Linked DNA regions of Rattus norvegicus: region 1 is linked to region 2. Evidence: chromatin contacts called from public Hi-C data. All regions are on one chromosome and are shown on one strand. The core of a region is the stretch at or near the end of the contact, and the rest is flanking DNA. Distances in the headings are between cores, read along the strand shown.

Evidence for each region. Hi-C and Micro-C count contacts between places; a contact is called where the count stands out from the background.
Region 1: a Hi-C map of the A7r5 cell line shows a contact between it and region 2, with 5 times the contacts expected there. The contact joins two enhancer-like sites. A contact is called at or near these places in 2 of 12 Hi-C or Micro-C datasets (the A7r5 cell line and mammary epithelial cells).

What each region holds. Positions count from the first base shown.
Region 1 is chr3:125,420,374-125,424,320 of GRCr8, forward strand. No RefSeq gene overlaps it. Among named protein-coding and RNA genes, the nearest start is that of Thbs1, 88 kb to the right of the region's middle. Within about 2 kb of position 1,713, at least 16 of the 93 cell types and tissues checked have an H3K27ac peak or open chromatin away from gene starts, as enhancers often do. A contact at or near this core is called in the A7r5 cell line, where this site is marked.
Region 2 is chr3:125,286,952-125,290,896 of GRCr8, forward strand. No RefSeq gene overlaps it. Among named protein-coding and RNA genes, the nearest start is that of Thbs1, 220 kb to the right of the region's middle. Within about 2 kb of position 2,215, at least 7 of the 93 cell types and tissues checked have an H3K27ac peak or open chromatin away from gene starts, as enhancers often do. A contact at or near this core is called in the A7r5 cell line, where this site is marked.

The DNA.
Region 1 (3,947 bases), core at 463-2,962, 130 kb after region 2:
AGGATCCTTCTGCAGCAAAGCGTTTATTGCATCTTAAAGAGGAAGAGAGCGAGCCCCAGAATGGCGCTGCTTATATACACCCTAATGTGGAGTGTCCACGCCTGATTGGTCGCTTACCCATGATCTCATTGGCACGCCCCGGGGTGGGCAAAGACTTGGCGAGAACATACTCTTGCACATGCGCACACAGCTAGTTTCCTGAAAGGAAGTCAGGCTGGCGCAGCGGAAGCCAGCGCCATCTTGTAACGGTGAATGCTATCGCAGCTTTCCACATTCTATCTGAAGCAATATTTTCAGTATATCACCTCTTCTTATTTTCTTTGCCAACATTGACTCTATGCCCTCTCTTTCACAGCACATTCCTACCCTCTCAGCTTCCAGACGCATGCCCCTCCAACCCATTCTCTACATTACCATTGGCTGTTTCTGAAGTGAAGTGCTGACCTTTCTGTACATACACACTTGGAAACCTTCGTGTCTTCCCCACCCAGTACTGCAATAGAGAGGCTTCAAACATCTACTGACTAAAGAATTTAAAAGGCAAATTACGAGTTTGTCTCCAGCAGCTTTTTGTTTTGTTGCATACGTTGATTTGTTTGTATTTCACAATTATTAGATAATAAGTCTTTAAGTGTGTTAGGAAGCTAGTGGCCAATATCATGTCAGGGAGACTTTGTAGAGGAAAGAATCATGACTTTTCTCACTGTGCCAAAGAAAGTCAGTCATAAACCCAGTTGGAAACAACACAGATGCTGTGATGATAACATAATATTCCAAGACTTAGAGGAAAAAACCCTCTCATACGTCAAAAGCTAGAATTCAGACCAACTCTTATCTTCAGACCTCAGACATCAATGGAAGTTAGAAGCAATGTCTTCTGATTATACCTGCCAACCCTTGATAGCCCAAAGTGCCTTGGGACATTCTCTGTGGCTATCAGGAGAACACAACACAGACATTCCCAGACAGCTACAAACACAGAGGGCTGAGGACTAACTCACAGACTCATAATCTTGGCCTCAGAAGCAAGTAACTCATCAAAAGTAAAGTCCAGGTTTCCAAAGCCAATGTGCATACGTATGTATACAAAAGTGGTGTGTCTGTGTGCATGTATGATTTGATGAGGGCCAAGGTGCTTGCTTATATGCCTTAAATATACAATTTATATCACCAGCCTCACTTTGACAATATGAACATCACTACTCCATGCTTATACCACACATTCTTTCACATAACATGTACTGAGCCCAGCCGTTCATCTAGCACTTAGCTTACATTATATCTAATCTTCACATTTCTCAGTCCACTCTTTTCTACACCTTACAGAAGATTAAACCAAGGCCCTAAATAACCTCAAGTTCCTGTAAAAGAAAAGAGGGAAGCCTAGAACAGAACCTGGGCTATTCCAATCCTGAAGTCAGCCCTCTTTCCACGCACCCTCCTTACATCAGAAATCATTGTGTTTCTAGTTAGTAAAAAGAAAGTTTCCTTGGAGGAGAAAGTTTCTGCTTTACGGTAAACCACCCTGATAAAAATGATTCAGTGACTATTTTTGAGATGTCAGAGTTGAAAATGTACAGATTTCACAGGACAAAGAACCTGCCAAGTCCCAATTGCACAACCAAAGCAGTGCAAGGAGCCAAGGAGGCCGACTGTGTGTTGGAAAAACCACAGATGTCATCTGGGAATGCTTTCCGATGGAGGAGAGACAGTCTTGCTTCCGCCGGAACCACAGCCTTATAAGGCCACACTGTTACTTCCTTGGCTGGATCAACCCAGTACATACTGCCTGTTCCCTTAGATCACAGACTACTGACTGAGCATCATGGAAAGAATGCCCCTGCTGGGCGGCGCACTTAGTCCCCATCCTGAGCTGGCTCACAAACACCCACCTTGTAATAAAGCTTCTATGAGCCTTTCAGTGGGGACATGGGGGAGGCAAGACACTAGGGTCAAAAGTAGAGATATTTAGGTGCCCCTGGGAAATTAGTCACACATCATATCCCTTCCTCTCCATTTACAGCCACTTATTTGGGAGCAAAAGAACTCTAAATGAATGAAAAGTCCTTTCCACCCCAACATGTGTTCTGAAGTTCACAGGAAGCCTTCTCCTCCTTTGCTCTGGGGCATGCAGACAGCCTGCTCACAGCTGTGCCTCCATGAGCTAATCAGACAGTAAATGCTCACAATGCAGAGGGCTCCAGGGAAATGCCTCCAGCCATTTCTTTGCCTCCTATCATTACACCAAAACTCAAGGAGAATAAAAGGGACTTAGATACCTCCAAGTAAACCAATTCCGAGAATCCGCATTAAGCCACGATGTGAACTGAATGAATGAGCTTCTAAGTAGTGGCATATTCTAGTTTAGTGAGGTGTGTAGACATGAGAATGTGTCTCACAATCCTCCTTTTACATGGTGTGGAAATAATCCAGGGCCCCAACACTGTACTTCCAAAGTCTATCACTTGAGCTGTGCCCTGCTAATATGGAGAAAAAGTTCCTCCAAATATCAACGGCTTGACCCTGTATTCCCAGAGACCTGGTAGAGTTCTCTAGACGATAGGGCATTAACTACTAGCCCTTGGACTTTGCATATTCTGCCGGGCCCCACCAGGACTAGAGTGAGTAGGCTTTTTGGAAGAAAAGAGATGACCTTAGGAGTATTGAATAGCTTCTCATCCTGTCTACACGTAACTGATAGCAGAAAATTCACTGCACCAGGTACTCATTGCATAGAATAGTTTCCATTCCTCTGCTTCAATCTACGGAGATATTCTACACACTTTTCATTTCCAAGTCATCATTTTCCAAGGGTCCAACAGAGAGCAATGCTAAAATGATCCATCCCTATGAAACTGAAGAGAAAGACAGGTTTTCTTTAGAGAAAGCACATGCAGACATTTATTTTGAAAACTGATAAACAGTATAAAGAAAAAAAAATCACATTACGTTCTCTCCCTGGAACAGAAGAAAGAGTTGAGGGTCAAAGAGGTCTCAAACCTACTTGGAGCTCAAAAAAATGTTGTTAAATATTATGCTTTTCCCATCAAGGTGGATTCTAGAACTATCCAATTACCTTCCTAAAACCACCGAGAAGGCTCAGACTTCTTTATAACCTGTTTTTTTTTATTTATTTATTTATTTTTTTATTAACTTGAGTATTTCTTATATACATTTCGAGTGTTATTCCCTTTCCCGGTTTCCGGGCAAACATCCCCCTCCCCCCTCCCCTTCCTTATGGGTGTTCCCCTCCCAACCCTCGCCCCATTGCCACCCTCCCCCCATAGACTAGTTCACTGGGGGTTCAGTCTTAGCAGGACCCAGGGCTTCCCCTTCCACTGGTGCTCTTACTAGGATATTCATTGCTACCTATGGGGTCAGAGTCCAGGGTCAGTCCATGTATAGTCTTTAGGTAGTGGCTTAGTCCCTGGAAGCTCTGGTTGCTTGGCATTGTTGTACTTTTGGGGTCTCGAGTCCCTTCAAGCTCTTCCAGTTCTTTCTCTGATTCCTTCAATAGGGGACCTATTCTCAGTTCAGTGGTTTGCTGCTGGCATTCGCCTCTATATTTGCTGTATTCTGGCTGTGTCTCTCAGGAGCGATCTACATCCGGCTCCTGTCGGTCTGCACTTCTTTGCTTCATCCATCTTGTCTAATTGGGTGGCTGTATATGTATGGGCCACATGTGGGGCAGGCTCTGAATGGGTGTTCGTTCAGTCTCTGTTTTAATCTTTGCCTCTCCCTTCCCTGCCAAGGGTATTCTTTTTCCTCATTTAAAGAAGGAGTGAAGCATTCACATTTTGATCATCCGTCTTGAGTTTCGTTTGTTCTAGGGATCTAGGGTAATTCAAGCATTTGGGCTAATAGCCACTTATCAATGAGTGCATACCATGTATGTCTTTCTGTGATTGGGTTAGCTCACTCAGGATGATATTTTCCAGTTCCAACCA
Region 2 (3,945 bases), core at 965-3,464:
TCTAAGAAATCATTACAATACCATGACAAATAAAGCAAGTTACCAACATTGAAGAAACCTGAGAAAGATAGGCCAATAAAGGCCATTCTGATATTGGATTGCTGTGACTACATGTGGGTTTCCTTACCATATTCAGTCATTTTATTTAGTGAACTAATAAAATTTGCATTTTTACCTGGTACTGTAGGTCAAAAGTTAGGTCTTGCACATGCTAAACAACTGTTTTATTCCTTGAGCTAAAACTCTAGCCCCTAGATGCCTTTTCTTTCCTTCTCTTGACTAATTGTAATGACTCTAACTTCTAGGTCTATGGTGAATCGAAACAGCAAGAGTGGACATGCTTGTTTTGTTCCTGGTTTTAAAAGGAAAGCTTTCAAAATTTCTATTGTTGAGTTGGATGTTAGCCCTGGGCTTGTACTATGTAGTCATTTTCATTGCTAATTTGCTGAGGCTTTTTAATCATAAGATGAAAGAATGTTGAACTTTGTCCAATGTTTTCTCTGTAGTTTCTGATATAACCAGAAGTTTTGGTCCTTCATTCTGCTGATGCAGCACTTTGAGTTCACTGACCTGCATGTGTTTAATCCTCCCCATATCCCAGTTTGATTTTTGATCCCAGCTGGAATTTTTGTTTGTTTGTTTGCTTGCTTGCTTGGTTAGTTGGTTTGGTTTTTTGAGGATTTTTTTTATCTATGTTCAGTGGCAATATCAACCTGTAGCTTTCTTTTATTATTGTTTTCTGGTCATGTTTTGGTAGCAAGGTAATGCTAGCTTCATCTAATGAGACAGGATGTGTCTCCTGCTCTTGAGACTTTTGGAAGAGCTTTGGAACAGTTGCTGTGCTTAGTAACTGGTGATACTGAGCAGTGATGCCAGCAGACTGTGGGCTATTCTCACTGGAGTATTTTGTCTATAAGATGCTATTCAGTGAGTTACAAAAGAACCACTCAATGTAGCACCTAAATATCAGCACTTAAATATTGTGCAGGGATTCTCTCTAAACCCTCTGCAAGTGCACTGATATGTTCAAGCATATTCGGGATCCTCTTAAACTAGGGAGGTAGTAAATAGAATTGAAGTGGCCTTGACAGAGTATGCACAGAAGAGAAACAGTGGGGACTCAATCTGATCTTATTCCTGGGTTTTGCTTATTCAAGAATCATTGAGTTTGTGAGCCCCAGAACAACAAAATACCCATGGAGTTGCTTAGAATCCTGAGTGTCCCTTGTTACCCTGCATGGACCTTCTCAGAAGTCCGCTCAGAGAGTTCAGCTGTGATGAGGGAAAGGGTTTACTTGATTTTCCATATCATTCTACTTTCCACAAAACCTTGATGGATTCTCGAGGTTTGAGTGTGGACCATGGTTATATTCAAGCCATGTTTCATTCTCAGGTAGGAGAAAGAATTCCTGAAACTAATCTCAGAATATTCCTGACACAGACAGCTCAGAAATGTGTGCAAAACTTTATAGTCAAAAGGTAGAATGGGTCTTAAAATGTGAACTCTTATAAAAAGAATATATGATTTAAAAGCAAAGTAAATTGCATATACCTGATATGAAAGATAATGAAAGGTAAAATTAGAAAACTGGGGTTCAGATGTAAATTCTGTCAGTTTTCCATTGACATCAATTTGAACAGTTTATATCTCCTGACTCTCAAGTTCTTCATTTGAAAAATAAAATGTAAAAATTAAAGACTGCATCTTCACGGAGATTTTATAAAAATTAAAGAGAGAATGAGATTAGTGTTCTAAACTAACCAAGTCCATATTGCTAAATCTATCTAATAGCTGTACGTCTTAATCTCACCCCATCTACTAGCCACGTTCCACATCATTGCCCCCTCCCTCATTCTTCGAATACTTTCTTTACTTGGACTCTTGGATCGCACATTCATTGGATTTTCACATTCCTATTTTAAGTGGAATGTCTTGGTTTATTTGCTCCTTCCTCTATATCTTCGTGGCATCTTAATCTCTGAGTGCTCTCTGGAGGAAGGGAAGCCCAGCATAAGAAAATTCAAAGCCAAATTTCTCAAGCATACAAAATGGAGAGGGTCAAGTTTGGCTTGCAAGCAGAAGAGCTAGCCATCACATGGATAGTTACACAATATGCATGGCGAGTAGACAGAATAGAATGTGACTGTATAGTAGGGGCTGTCTGGAAGAATCCTTTCTTCAGTCTGAATGTATCAGTGTGTGTCTGTGCACAGCTCCAGGGATTTGACCTGACTAAGGCAATGAATAAGAGAATGAAGAGCAGTCTAACATACAAACACACAGAAATATCTGTGAATCAGGCAGATGGATTGGGCACTTCACTAGAGAAACCACAGAATGTAGGAAGCTCGCTGTGCTTATATAGAGTTGAACAAAGAAACTGGATATTTGCATATAGCTAAACAAGACTGTCAATATCCATACATGGGCCAAAAGGGAATGGTTGGCCATTACCCTCTGGGTTCGGGGCTAGGATCTGCCATGGTAATGTCAACAGTACACATTCACTAAGGACCTTACACACTGAGGGCTTTCTATACATCAATGGTGTTATATCTGACACAAATCCACAAGATTTTGATACTGTCAAAATCCTGCCTGGAACCAGCAATTTAATCTCGAAGATATCTGTTAACAAAAACATTTACGTCAGTTTTGCTTGTTTGTTTGTTTGATGAATTTAGAGTTAGTGTAGGCTCACAGACAAAAGGATACAGTAACTTAATTTGAGCACCTAAATGTAAGTCCCAGGGGTGTAGAGCAGAAAAAGAAGGACATACCTAGTATGTGCTAGACAACAGACACAGTGAGCGTCAGTGACCAGTTTAAATCCTTGGGTCCTAACTGAGGTAGTTGATTCCTCAAAATGATGTACTTTTGCTAAATAGAGACATAGGAGTTAGTAGCCTTGAAGGTTATTGAAGACAGACTTCTTTCCTGGTTGGGTTTGGATCCTACTTTTTCCTGCTTTCCTGGTAAAACTGAAAAAGAAAACTACCACAACTGCATTTCTTTAGCCACCCTAGTCAAATGAAAGGAATACCTCCAACCTTCTGATCTGCTTTGAAGATTAGAACATTATATATTTTGGTCTCTTCCCATAAAAGCTAACCCATTTGGGTCTGACAATCACCTGATTTCTTCCTTCTATCTTTTCCTCTTCTAGACACTGACCAGAACCTAAGCACTCTTTGACACTTTGTCTCTCTCACCTTTGTTTCCCCTTCTGCCATGCAGGTGCTTACCAACCTCCATTACTGAACATGTTGGATTTCTTGGATCCTGACCCACAGGGCATGGCTTTCAATGCCACATCTCCTTTTTCTTGGCAGCTTCTGAGAATAGAGCCTGCCTACCTGGTTCCCTTCTAAATTTCCTTCTGTCCATTTTGAGAGAACCCCAATTTCTCTGGTAATATCTTTACCTCATCTTTCAAGAAGAATTCAGCTCTATTAAGTATTAAAACTCCTGTGTAGAATTAGCTCAGTTTGTAAATTCTGGTATACTTGGAATCTAAGGGAACACTAAATCCAAAGGTTATAAGAAAACAGATATTCATTACACACTTACTTTATCCCAAGCGTTTGTGTATATGATTCACACTGGTAATAAAATATTATTATAGGGCCATTGGTATGAGCTAATTTTGAGCCTCTAAAGATGGTTGAATCAACCAAGAGTGGCTAGCAAGCCAAGAGACAAATGACCAGAACAGCCTGAGTCCTTGGCCTCCTGTGCCTGGACCCAGCGCTCTAGGCTCCACCTACCTGCAGGCTGAGACACAGCTGCAATGCGATCCCTGACAGCAGTCATGATTTGTGTCCCTCGTTCAAAGATGTATGAACACTGAGAAGGAGCAAACACATCATTATGTTAAATGCAAGTCTGCTCAGATGCAATGATTCACCATTTTAGTAGTTTCATTGCCACAAATCATCCATTAT